Linked DNA regions of Muntiacus reevesi: region 1 is linked to region 2. A link is a contact called in public Hi-C data. All regions are on one chromosome and are shown on one strand. The core of a region is the stretch at or near the end of the contact, and the rest is flanking DNA. Distances in the headings are between cores, read along the strand shown.

Evidence for each region. Hi-C and Micro-C count contacts between places; a contact is called where the count stands out from the background.
Region 1: a contact with region 2 is called in a Hi-C map of muscle, with 3 times the contacts expected there. The contact joins the promoter of PSME4 here to the promoter of ACYP2 in region 2. A contact is called at or near these places in 2 of 3 Hi-C or Micro-C datasets (blood and muscle).

Annotation. Positions count from the first base shown.
Region 1 is chr3:66,751,246-66,758,077 of mMunRee1.1, reverse strand. PSME4 (proteasome activator subunit 4) reads right to left here and starts at 1,447. Exons shown (of 46, transcript XM_065929294.1): 1 at 1,193-1,447. The coding sequence starts at 1,434.
Region 2 is chr3:66,614,587-66,620,834 of mMunRee1.1, reverse strand. It overlaps ACYP2 (acylphosphatase 2), which reads left to right and starts at 4,834. Exons shown (of 4, transcript XM_065929295.1): 1 at 4,834-5,121. The coding sequence starts at 4,980.

The sequences.
Region 1 (6,832 bases), core at 198-2,697, 140 kb before region 2:
ACCACCACAGCCATTTAGGAATGAGAAATTTGTCAGAGGCTCCTTAATAATTGGCAGATAAGAATCATCCTGTGAGGAAATGTAGAGAAGACTATTGCATTACAAAACCCTGAGTCATCACCCAGTTCACTCAGCAGATTTGGGTAAACACTGGATAACTGACTTATGTCTTGTATGTTCACCCATCCATACCCACAAGCGTGAACATACAGTATTACCGGATTTTATGTACACTTAATCAAACAAGATACAGCAAAATTCTCTTTTAAAAAAGTTCTTCTGACACAGTGAAGATGCCCACCTAACAAATAAAGTCTCTAACCTTTCCCCCAATTGTATTTTACTTTGTTTACAGACAGGTTATGCGCCCCCCGCTAAAAAGTAACAAAGAATAGAACCGAAACTGATTTAAGTAATCTATATTCATCTGAACAGCTCATAAACTAACACAAGCCCGATACTAATCACGCCCAGGACAACCTGACAGCTCTCTCCTCTATTTTCCTTAGTATCGCACATTCACACAGGAGTAACACACACTTTTCCCGAGGTTCTCAGACTCGGCATTCTCAACATCAACGTCTGATACACAGCCCAAGAACGCGCTGAAGGCTGATTTTAAATCAATCTTTTCAAGTAAACCCGCAAAGCCTGAGAAGGCCCCCAAAAGCAGAACCTACAAGTTCCCTACGGCCTCCTTCCCATTCAGAAAGTTATCAGACACGAATTAAGAGACAGGAAGACGCAGGGAACCGTAGGGGGAGAAAGAACCGGAGGCAACACCAGGAAAAGTCAAAAGTTGTTCGCTCGAATCCTCTCTGCTCCCTCCCGTCACCGGCAAAGGTCCAAGAAGGACCCCAGGGGGACCGCTCATCTCTTTCCCTGGGGGGTCCAGTGCCCTTCCGGCTCCCTGGGGCCCCGAATATCCGAAGACAGCAACCCGAAACCTCGAGGAGAAGCACCTGCGAAGGACGTAGCGGGCTGGTGAGAACCGGGGAGATCCCGTGGGAAAGTGGCATGGAGGCTCGAGTCGCGACCCTGGGGCATACTGCACCGAAACGATCCGCCCGAACCGGGGCAGAGTCGGGGGCAGTCCAGCGGTCCGCTGCGGACAAAGAGCCTCCCCCAGACCGCGGACACCCTCACACCGAGTCTTTGCCTCCGGCCATCCTGCAAGCCCTGGCACACTTACGTGGAGAGTTTCCTGGTCCAGAAGAGGCCCCCAGGCCACAGCTCTTGGAGCTGCACCGCCCGGCCCAGGTTGCTTTTGATCTGGGCCAGCTGCAAGTCGGACTCGGCGTCCAGCCGCTCGGCATAGGGCAGCAGCTTGTTGTAGACGATCTCCTTCTGCGGGACGAAGCCTTGGCGGTCCGGACCCAGGGGCCCGCCCGGCTCCAGGGGATCCCTGACGCCCGCCCGTTCGGCCGGCTCCATGAGACCAGGAACAGCCCCCTAACCCCCTCCCACCCTATCCCTCCCCGGCCCCCACCCCTCTCCGGGCTCCGCCTCCTCCGCGTCGTCGTCGCCCTGCGGCCGCCGGCGGCCCCTCGCCCTCGGCCCGATCGCTGGGCCCCCTCCCCTGGCCGGCGCGCTGCTGTCCCCGCGCGGTCCCGGGTTCGTTGGCGGCTGCAGCGGCCGCTCCGCCCGCCCCGCACCGGCTCGGCTGGTGACGCTGCACCGCCCGGCCCGGAGTTTCCGGATGGGCCTCAGGTCACTTCCGGGGCGGAGCGGGGCGGGGCGGGGCGACGGAGAGGTGGGAGGAGGCGGTGGCGACACCTACGGCGGCGGCGGCGGCGGCGGGAACCCTGGGTGCCGCGCCTTCCTCGCCGTGGGCCGGGCTCGGAGCCCCCACCCCCAGGTCTCACCGGCTGAGCGCGAGGCTGTCCCACCGGAAACACGAGGCCAAGTTCCAAGCTATTGTCCTTCCTTGCGTGGGGTCGCGCGCCCTCCCTGCGGCTGCCTCGCGAGCTTGTAGTCGCCGTGGCCTCGGTCGAGGCAAAGCGACGACGTAGTTGGAAAAAACGGCGACGCCGTTTATGGAAAAACCTAGGTACTCCGTCCATCCCACTTGTTGCTTGTAGGTTTTTTACCCTGTCCCCTCTAAACTCTCGTCTTTCTGGCGTTCTTTTGGCCGCCCTCGTTTCAGAAAAAGGAATTCAATAAATATTCAAAAACATTAATTGACCTACTACTGTGTGTCAAACACTCCTTTTAGGCCCTTGAGATGCAAAGTTTCAGAACACCTGGTTTCTGCCTTCCAAGTACTTTACGGTAATGCGGAACTGTTGACTAAGGAGTAACCAATTACAAAACAGTACTGCCCTTAATTGCTAGATAAGTAAAGGATGTCTTGAGAATATCTGAAGAGGATTTCAGACAGAACGGGGTGTCAGGTAGTTTATAGAAATGATACCTCAAGTTGAGCTTAAGGATTGAGTGCAAAATTTGTTAGAAGAAAAAACAGCGTTCAAGAGGGAAGGGACATATACCTGTGGCTGATTCATGTTGATGTTTGGCAGAAACGAACACAATCATGCAAAGCAATTACCGTTTAATTAAATAAGCAATTTTTTTTTTTTTTAAGAGCTGAGGAAGCAGCTCAGACTGCAACCTTGCATTCTAGGAATTCAAAGTTCAGAATAAAGATTGCTTGCAGAGAGGGGAGTGAAGAATGAGACTTCGAAGGACATGCTAAGGAGTTTATAGAACTTTATCTTAAAGGCAACAAGAAGCTGAAAAATTTTAAGCATAAAAGTGGCATGGTATAATTTACATTTCTGAAGAATCACTCTGATTTTGTGTGGAGATGGATTAGAACAGACAGGGTTGGAAACTGGCAGATCCCTTAAGGAGATGTGACATAATGGTGGGCTGCATGTTGGTTGAAATGATTCAAGAGCTATTTCAGCAAGAATGGCTTGAGTTTGGTAGGTGATTAGATGTGAAGAGTGAAACTGGGAAAAAGTCAGGATGGTGTCAGATTTTTGGCTTGGGAAACAGATAAAAGCACAGCAGAAACAGCAATGGAGGCAGAATGCCTAAGGAATGGAAAAATATTTTCATGTATGGATCAGGAGGGTCATCTAAAAGGGGATATAGCATATAGGTGAATTGGAGGGCATGAGATATAGAGTACTGTTAAAAGATAAATGGAGGCACAGTAAAAATTTTAAGAGTTTACGTGAGCAAAAATTGATTGGAATTGGGCAACACCAGGGACGGAAGCCAGGGAATGACCTATAAATTGTAGAAGCAAAGGTAGGAAATTATATGATTGGCTACAACTGAAAGCCTAGTTAGCTATCTTTGATTGTTGTCTTTAGTGCTTAGATTTCATAATCTTGAGGCATTTACACACTTAGGCTTTGGTTTGCTTACATAGCCCACCAAGGCATTAGAGACACCTTGGTCTAATGGCCTCCTTGTTTAATTAGTTTAATAGAATGAATAGAATAGAGCCCTTGACCACAGTCTAAGGAACTCCATGTTTAGAGATGGATAGAGGAGAGAGACTACAAAGAATACTCACAAGAAACAGTCTAAGAGGTAGGTGTTGTAGGAAAGTGAGCTTTTTAAAAAACTGTTTCAGATAAAGGAATTTGTTAATAATAGCAAAGGTAGCTGGGAGGTAAAATGAAATGAGATCAGAGAATGGCTTATTGGAGTTATTGATAAAACAGATAAGAACAGTTTCAGTGGAGTCTAGGAATGGAAAACAGATAGCAGTGATAAAGGATGAATGGGAAGTAAATAGAGACAGCCAAGGTGGACAACATTTTTTGATAGTTTGGGTGGGAAGAACACGAGAAAGATAAGAAGGTAGCTGGAATGAAAAGAATTTTTGAAAGTGGACTGTTTTGAAATACTGACGAGAAGGCACCAGTGGAGAGAGAGATTGAAAATATGTGGGTGAAGATGCAGAGAGTGGGACAGAGCATGAAGTCACTGGCCTTTAGCAGTAAACCATCCTCTCCTTCTGTTAGAGGAGGAGAGCAGGGGGAAAACAGGTGCCAAAGCAGAGGGGTTTGCAAATTTGGTGCCTGGAGGTTGGGGGTCTTTCTGGTGGTTTCTCTTTATTTTTGGTGAAGCAAGAGAATGACAGTGATGGGAGGAAGTGGCGGATAGGAGGTTTGAGGAGATGGGAAGAGGGGTTTAGAGTCATCTTAGAATTCAGAAAATTGACTAAAGAAACAATTGCTTGGCAGTTAAGGCTGGAAGCATGAATTTACCATTACCTGACTGCACAACCTAGTGACTCTATTAGTGACCTGTTATTTCTCCAATAATGTTTAACAGCCCAAGATTATATGCTGTACAGGCTGATATGATCGAATGACAAGCAAGAGGTTGTATATGTTAGCAGTAGTGATGGTAGTGGTTTTAGCTATCATTTCTTGAGCACTTCCCTCAGCTTGTGCTTTATCCTCTTTATCTCATTGAATAAGCAGACATCTTGGAGTTGAGAATATTTGAAAGAGAATGGTTAGCATCTAAATTGGTTGAAGTCTAAGAAGAGAGAAGAGGTGAAACAGCAGTTCCAGGTGATCTCAGTTTCCCTTGGAATGGATATCTGAACTGGAAAAATCAAAAGAATTATTGGAGCAAAAAAGATGGAGTCCCTGTTATCCTATGTGAAGTTTACTAGAAAACACCATTCAGACTCCTTCAGGTGAGAAAGGTAAGAGACCTTAAGTTTCTCCAGAAGACCAAGGCTACTCATCATTAGAGATGGTATGCAAAGTCTGGAGTTAATTTTCTCTTCTCAGACCAACTCCCAAGCATTTTTTATCTCATAGAGCTCAGGATACTCTGCCAAAGGATAACAATTCAGTATGCTTTCAGTCAGACCTTCCACAGAGGGAGACTCTTGACTTCTTATCAGACTCCTCTAGGAAACAGACTGTGATCACTTTTCTTGGAAAACCTTGAAAGTACAGTAGCCCTTCATGAAAAACATTCTAAAGAGAGAGGCTTCCCCTCAAGCTGGAGGATTTGGCAGGGATAATTATCATCAGATATTTATGACATGGATGTACTTGCTGGCCCACTACATGATCAGCCACTTATTAGTGAACAAAAATGACAGTTCGTTAGTTCCATGCCTTCTCCCGCCTTGGTTTTTTCTGTATATGATGTATTTGGAACCGGGGGCAGGGATATTTTGACAGGTATTAATAGATGAATCTCTGTTTTCAGAGCATAATATTTAGAAATATTTGAATGCTATTAGAAACACTCTAACCAATTATCTAAACTCGTGTTGTGCAACAGTTATTAAAGTCACAAGATTATTGGATCTGGGAAATGAGGGGGTTCCTATATGATTTTTAAGTTTTGAATTTTTCAACCAAAAACCCTCTCATCCAGCCATAGTACCCATTTTATCAATTAAACTAGAGTATATTTAGAGCTCAACTCTTAATAAGAAGGGAATCACAGCTAACAGAATGAATTTTCTGTGATAATTTTAGTTTTTCTGTTTCTTGGACATTTTGCCATTTTACCACAGTGGAGCTAGCTGTAGTTTTTTATGGTTTTTTTTTTTTTAATTTATCTTGCTGTGGATTTGTTTCATAAAAGATTCTTGTGATTTACCAGTCATGCAAAATTTTCAGCTATTTGCACAACCGTTTTGTTCCTCTTCTCTCCTTATAGAATTCCATTAGACCTGTGTTGTACTTTCTCATTCTGGTGTTGAATTTCTTACTCATTATTTTGCAAGTCTTTGTCTCTCTACCTCATTCCAGATAACTTTATCATATCTTTTACTTATAATTCTTACAACTTAGTTGACTTGTTTTTTATTATTTATTCTATTTTGGCTGTGCTGGGTCTTCATTGCGATGCACAAGCTTCTGGTTACAGTGAGCAGGCTTACAGGTTTCTCTTGTCTCTCATTGCAGAGCAGAGGCTGGAGAGCCTGGTGGCTTCAGTAGTTGCTTTGCACGGGCTCTGTAGTTGTCCCAAGGCACATGGGATCTTAGTTACCAGACGAAATCAAATCTGCGTCCCCTGCCTTGGAAAGCAGATTCTTAACCACTGGACCACCAGAGACGTCGCAAACTTGGTTCATTTGTATTGATCTGCAGTTTAACTTGTCCATTGAGCTTCTAATTCCAAAGATTATATTTTAAAGTTTGGAATTTCTACTAAGTTCTCTTTCAGGTATCCTATTTTGTTTTTCATTGAGTTTTGTTCTTTATGGTTCCAATGACTACTTGGGAACCATGACTACTTTGGACTACTTTATGGTTCCAGTGACTAGCTTCCCTGGTAGCTCAGATGGTAAAGCGTCTGCCTGCAATGCAGGAGACCTGGGTTCAACCTCTGGGTTGGTAAGATTCCCTGGAGAGGGAAATGGCAGCCCACTCCAGTACTCTTGCCTGGAAAATTCCATGGATGGAGGAGCCTGGTAGGCTACAGTCCATGAGATTGCAAAGAGTCAGACATGACTGAGCAACTTCACTGACTACTTCAACCATTTTCAGTTCAGTTCAGTCCCTCAGTCGTGTCCGATTCTTTGCGATCCCATGAATCGCTTTGGCCACCTCATGCAAAGAGTTAACCATTTTAGACATACTTAATTTAGTAATTTTCCATGCCCAGTCGTGTCCAACTCTTTGCAACCCTTTGGGCTGTAATCCACCAGGCTCCTCTGTCCATGGGATTTCCCAGGCAAGAATACTAGAGTGGGTTGCCATATCCTCCTCCAGGGGATCTTCCTAACCTACGGATCAAATCTGCATCTCCTGCATTGCAGGCAGATTCTTTACCACTGAGCCATCTTATTTAGACATTCTTTCTATTATTTCTAATAATAATGTATTGTGTG
Region 2 (6,248 bases), core at 3,585-6,084:
CAATAGAATGGGAAAGACTAGAGATCTTCAAGAAAATTAGAGATACCAAGGGAACATTTCATGCGAAGATGGGTGCCACGAGGGAATCCTTCAAGAAGTTGAAGTTGAATGGTTCTATGAAGACCTACAAGATCTTGTACTAACACCCCAAAAAGATGTCCTTTTCATTATAGGGGACTGGAATGCAAAAGTTGGAAGTCAAGAAATACCTGGAGTAACAGGCAAATTTGGCCTTGGAGTACAAAATGAAGCAGGGCAAAGGCTAATAGAGTTTTGCCAAGAGAACATACTAGTCATAGGAAACCCCCTCTTCCTACAACACAGGAGAAAACTCTACACATGGACATCACCAGATGGTCAATACTGAAATCAGATTGATTATATTCTTTGCAGCCAAAGATGAAGAAGCTCTATACAGGCAGCAAAAACAAGATCGGGAGCTGACTGTGGCTCAGATCATGAACTCCTTATTGCCAAATTCAGACTGAAATTGAAGAAAGTAGGGAAAACCACTAGACCATTCAGATATGACCTAAATCAAATCCCTTATGATTATACAGTGGAAGTGAGAAATAGATTCAAGGGATTAGATCTGACAAATAGAGTGCCTGAAGAACTATGGATGGAGGTTCATGATATTGTACAGGAGACAGGGAGCAAGACCATCCCCAAGAAAAAGAAATGAAAAAATTCAAAATGGCTGTCTGAGGAGGCCTTACAAATAGCTGTGAAAAGAAGAGAAATGAAAGGCAAAGAAGAAAAGGAAAGACATATCTATCTGAATGCAGAGTTCCAAAGAATAGCGATGAGAGAGGAGAAAGCCTTTCTCAGTGGTCAATGCAAAGAAATAGAGGAAAACAATAGAATGAGAAAGACTAGAGAACTCTTCAGGAAAATTGGAGATACCAAGGGAACATTTCATGCAAGGATGGGTACAATAAGGGACAGAAATGGTAGGGACCTAACAGAAGCAGAAGATATTAAGAAGAGGTGGCAGGAATACACAGAACTATACAAAAAAATCTTCATGACCCAGATAATCACGATGGTGTGATTACTCACCTGGAGCCAGACATCCTAGAATGCGAGGTCAAACGGGCCTTAGGAAGCATCACTACGAACAAAGCTAGTAGAGGTGATGGAATTCCAATTGAGCTATTTCCAATCTTAAAAGATGATGCTGTGAAAGTGCTGCACTCAAATGCCAGCAAATTTGGAAAACTCAGCAGTGGCCACAGGACTGGAAAAGGTCAATTTTCATTCCAATCCCAAAGAAAGGCAATGCCAAAGAATGCTCAAACTACCACACAATTGCACTCATCTCACATGCTGGCAAAGTAATGTTCAAAATTCTCCAAGCCTGGCTTAAACAGTATGTGAACTGTGAACTTCCAGATGATCAAGCTGGATTTAGGAAAGGCAGAGGAATGAGAAATCAAATTGCCAACATCCGTTGGATCATTGAAAAAGCAAGAGAGTTCCAGAAAAACATCTACTTCTGCTTTATTGACTATGCCAAAGCCTTTGACTGTGGGATCACAACAAACTGTGGAAAATTCTTCAAGAGATGGGAATACCAGACTACCTGACCTGCCTCAATTCATGTCCACTGAGTCGATAATGCCATCCAGTCATCTCATCCTCTGTCATCTCCTTCTCCTCTCACCTTCAATCTTTCCCAGCATGAGGGTGTTTTCAAATGAGTCAGTTCTTCGCATCAGGTGGCCAAAGTATTGGAGTTTCAGCTTCAGCATCAGTCCTGCCAATGAATATTTAGGACTGCCAATGAATATTTAGCATCAATTCTTTGGTGCTAAGCTTTCTTCATAGTCCAATTCTCACATCCATACATGACGACTACTGGAAAATTACAAAAACATTTCAGGCTCCTCTGTCCTCCACTCTCTCCAGGAGTTTGCTCAAATTCATGTCCATTGAGTCAGTTAGTTTTATTTGGAATGCACTGTAGAGACGTTTGACATACATCACTGAAAAGAATGACATGAGACCTATGTTGATTCTAGGGTCTGCATGGATAAAGAAATTTTCATCGTCCCTGACATCAGTTATATCTCAATACCAAATTTCTGAGAAATCACTCTAGGAATCACTCTCAACTGACCATTCTGACAAATTATAGTCATTTACAGGTGACACCTTCTCAGTTCAGATGTCATTTGGACCCAGAGACTGTATTGTCTGTTCCTGTTTCACAGGTTCTGGGATCTGCTCATTTTTTACAGCTGTATCACACAAGCAAGAGTTTCCTTTTCTATGTTTTATGTTAAACGTGATCCTACATCACACACAAATTAAAGGGTTCAAGAAGGGAAGGCTATGATCAAGTTTTCAATTGAACTGGGAGTAACACAAAGCCTAGTTATTCCAAAGCTGTTGCTCAGGTTGCAAAATTAAAACTTTTTACCTAATTTAATCATGTATGTGAAGAGCTTGCTTACATTTGTTTGTATCAGAAGCCAAATAATCATATACTTACACAGTGTTGGCAATGATACGTTTCAGTTAGTACAGCCCTTTGAAAAATGATTTGGTAATGTGCATTAGGGATAATACATGCTTGCACCTTTTGAATTGGTATTTTAAATTTTACCCTAGATAATTTTTAAATATGGGGGGAAAAGTTGTGTGCAGGAATATTTCCTTCACAGTATTTTTTAGGTAGTGAAAAATTAAGAGGCAAAGTATGTAACAACAGGCACTTAGTAGATGGTTATGCCTACTTAATAGAATATCATGAAATTACTAAAATATTAAAGGAAGAATAAAAGTTGAATTTATACTATGATTTTAACTACTTAAAACACAAATATAAGAGAATATACAAAAATAATAAAAGTTGTGTTAGGGTTATGGATTTTTTTCCTCCTATTTTTAAAATTTTTTCTAATTATGCACAAATGTTTTATTGTTTAAAGTTAGCTTAAGCATTAGCAACATTTGCTTAAAATTTTTATTCTTAGAATCACACATCATTGGCAATCCATGCTGAAATGGTACATAATTTCTGTTTACTAATGTTCAGCTGTTGGCAGACAAAGTCAATTTTTTAGTTAAGCAAATGTCAGTTGTTCCCACTGCACTTCTAAAATTACAATACAGCTATGAAATAATTGGCAGGGAAGGGTACTTTGGGATAAACATGGAGAAAAGCCAAAGATTAAGAAAAGGGAAATGCCCACCTTTCCAGTCAGTGACAAAATCAGTAATAGGAATAGGACCCAGTTTGAGATCTTACTTCTTAGAATGCACAGTACTAGTGTGGAAGATAGCAAATAATTAGGATGAAATCAGTAAGTACTTGCATAGGCCACTGAACAGGCTAGGGGAAGATTTGGGAACTAGAGTAGGTATTCTAGATAAAGTAGATCCAAGAGCAAAGGTTTTTTGTTTTTTCAAAAGTCAGGGTGTGTTCAGACAGCAGAGTAATCCCAGTGTCCTTAAAATAGGCTACCTATAACCTGCAGGATTAAAGAATCAGCCCGCAAGGCAGTAAAGGTGGGTTCCATCCCTGAGTCAGGAAGATTGCCCTGGAGAAGGAAATGGCAACCCATTCCAGTATTCTTGCCTGGGAAATCCTATTGACTAAGGAGACTGGCGGGCTACAGTCCATGTGGTTGCAAAAGAGTCCGACATGACTTAGCGACTAAACAGCAATAAAACCTACAGGATGGGTAGAAGCAGGTAATAAGAGATTAGTGGATGCTGAAGTTGGTCAGTCGCTAAGTCGTCTCTGACTTTTTTGCGAACCCATGAACTGTAGAACACCAGGCTCCTCTGTCCTTCACTCTCTCCTGGGTTTGCTCAAATTCATGTCCACTGAATGGGATGGTTTTATTTGGAATGCACTGTAGAGACGTTGAAGATATGTTACTGAAAAGAATGACATGAGACCTACACTGATTCTAGGATCTGCATAGAATTAACTGAAAGGGAGATGAGAGGAAGAATAAGTTATGAGGACTCTGCAATAAACCATGATCTTCATTACATAAAATTAACTGGATTAGCACCCCCAGAATATATTTAAAATGGTTTAACCACGTTCTAACCAAGTTTTAGATCAATTGGGGGGTACTAACAGAATTAGCACATAATGTTGAATCAGATTGCAAAAGATTGTTTTAACTTTGTGGCCAGATTCAAAGTATTGAAACCAATAAATATGTTGAAAAGGCAAATTCTCAAAAGTAAAAGGATTTGTAATTCTAGAAGACAGCAGATTATCAATAGCTGCATCCACATTCTGTGTAGTGGTGGGTTGCTTTAAGACATAACAGTCTCACGAGGAAGTAAAATTTTCTAAAGTATATAACTGCTTTAACCTTCTAGGCAATTGGGGGTATTGCTGAACAAAGACCTTAAAAAAGCTATATCCGTTAACAGCAGACAAGATTTTTTTGTTTAACGCGTTTAAATTTTTAAGGTTTCTTGTCCTAGAATATATCAGAATCCATTTCGAATATGGATTCAGGCCCAAAGCCTTCCTGACTTAATAGAGAAGCAGATGCTGTCGCCACCGTAAGAACGGCTCAAAATCACTCCCTAGATGTGGCAGTTACCTAAACGTTTAATAAAAATTTACTAACCAAGTACTCTGAATTACTGGGCTAGCAGATCTTTCATTTCGGAAGCAATCATTTTAGGGTACCAAACTACCCACGTCTGGGCCGAACCTCCGGCTTTTGTTTACAGACACAGAGGACGGAGCGCCGCGGTCCATTAAGTCGCAGGGCCGCGGAGCGGGCATCCCTCCTGGGAAGCGAGTCCAGTTCCCCGAGGAGGGACGGGCGGGGAAAGGAGCCCTCCGGCCGCCGCGGGCCCAGCGGCCTCTGCCTTCCAGGCATCCCGAGCTGCCCTCGCTCCCAGTCCCCGCCGTCTCATTTGCCACCTCCCAACGCGTGACCCCGGCGCGTCGCGTCCCGGGCCGGTGTCAGACGCGGGGTGCGCCAAGCGGTCCCATGTGCCCCCTCCCTCTCGCGGCCGCCGGAGTCACCGCGCCCCGAACCCCGCTCCGGCTCCTCGGCAGAGGGCTCGCCGCCGCCATGTCTACCGCCCGGCCACTCAAATCCGTGGACTACGAAGTGTTCGGGAGAGTGCAGGGTAGGGGACCGCCCTACAGCGGGAGGTCAAAGAGGTGTTGGGGGAGGAAGAATAGAAAGCTGCGACAAGGACAGCCCATCCTTAGGAGCCCCTGCCCTGTTGAGGCTGGGACTTCCGCCCAGCCATGACACAGCAAGAGCGGGCGGGAAGGAGACCAAGGGCGCATGCGCAGGAGAGCTGGGGAGGGCGGGGAGGAGAGCGGAGACTCCTCAGGGAGAAAGGCTGGGAGACGGAGGAACAGCCGGGCGCGGGGAGTGGGCCACCTAAGCGGGTGCAAGGGACCGGATCAAGAAGGCAAACCGAAGTGGGGGAGGAAAACAGGAGGGTCCTTGAACTAGTGATCCCCGTTACTTCCCACTGAAACTACTGTGGTTGACTTGTTTCAGAATAGACTCCTAGATGGTGTTGGAGGCTTCATTTTGTAGGATGATAATACTTTTGCCCGTGTAGCTCCTAAAGGAATTATTAAGTTGTTATCTTCTTTTTGTTCCGTCATAAGTTTAAATCGTTGCAAAGGATGTAATGTCTGGCTTATAGTAACTACCATTATTTCTAAATTAAAATGTTAAAAATCACTGAAATTTATCCAGTGGAATATAAATATGGTGGTGATTTAATATTTGCCATCATTGGTTCAAAACAGAAAGTGTTCAGTTCAGTCACTGAGCGGTTTTGGACTTCTTGGGACTCCATGGCCTGCAGCTTGCCAGACTTCCCTGTCTATCACCAACTCCTGGAGCATGCTCAAACTCATGTCCATAGAGCTGATGATGCCATCCAACCATCTCATCCTCTGTCATATCCCTCTCCTCCTGCCTTCAGTCCTTCCCAGCGTCAGAGTCTTTTCAAATGAGTCAGTTCTTTCCATCAGGTGGCCAAAGTATTGGAGTTTCAGCTTCAGCATCAGTCCTTCCAATGAATATTCGGGACTGATTTCCTTTAGGATGGATTGGTTGAATCTCCTTGCAGGCCAAGGGACTCTCAAGAGTCTTCTCCAACACCACAGTTCAAAAGCATCTATTCTTCCAGGCTCAGCTTTCTTTATAGTCCAACTCTCACATCTGTACATGACTACTGGAAAACCATAGCTTTGACTAGACTAGCTTTGTTGACAAAGTAATGTCTCT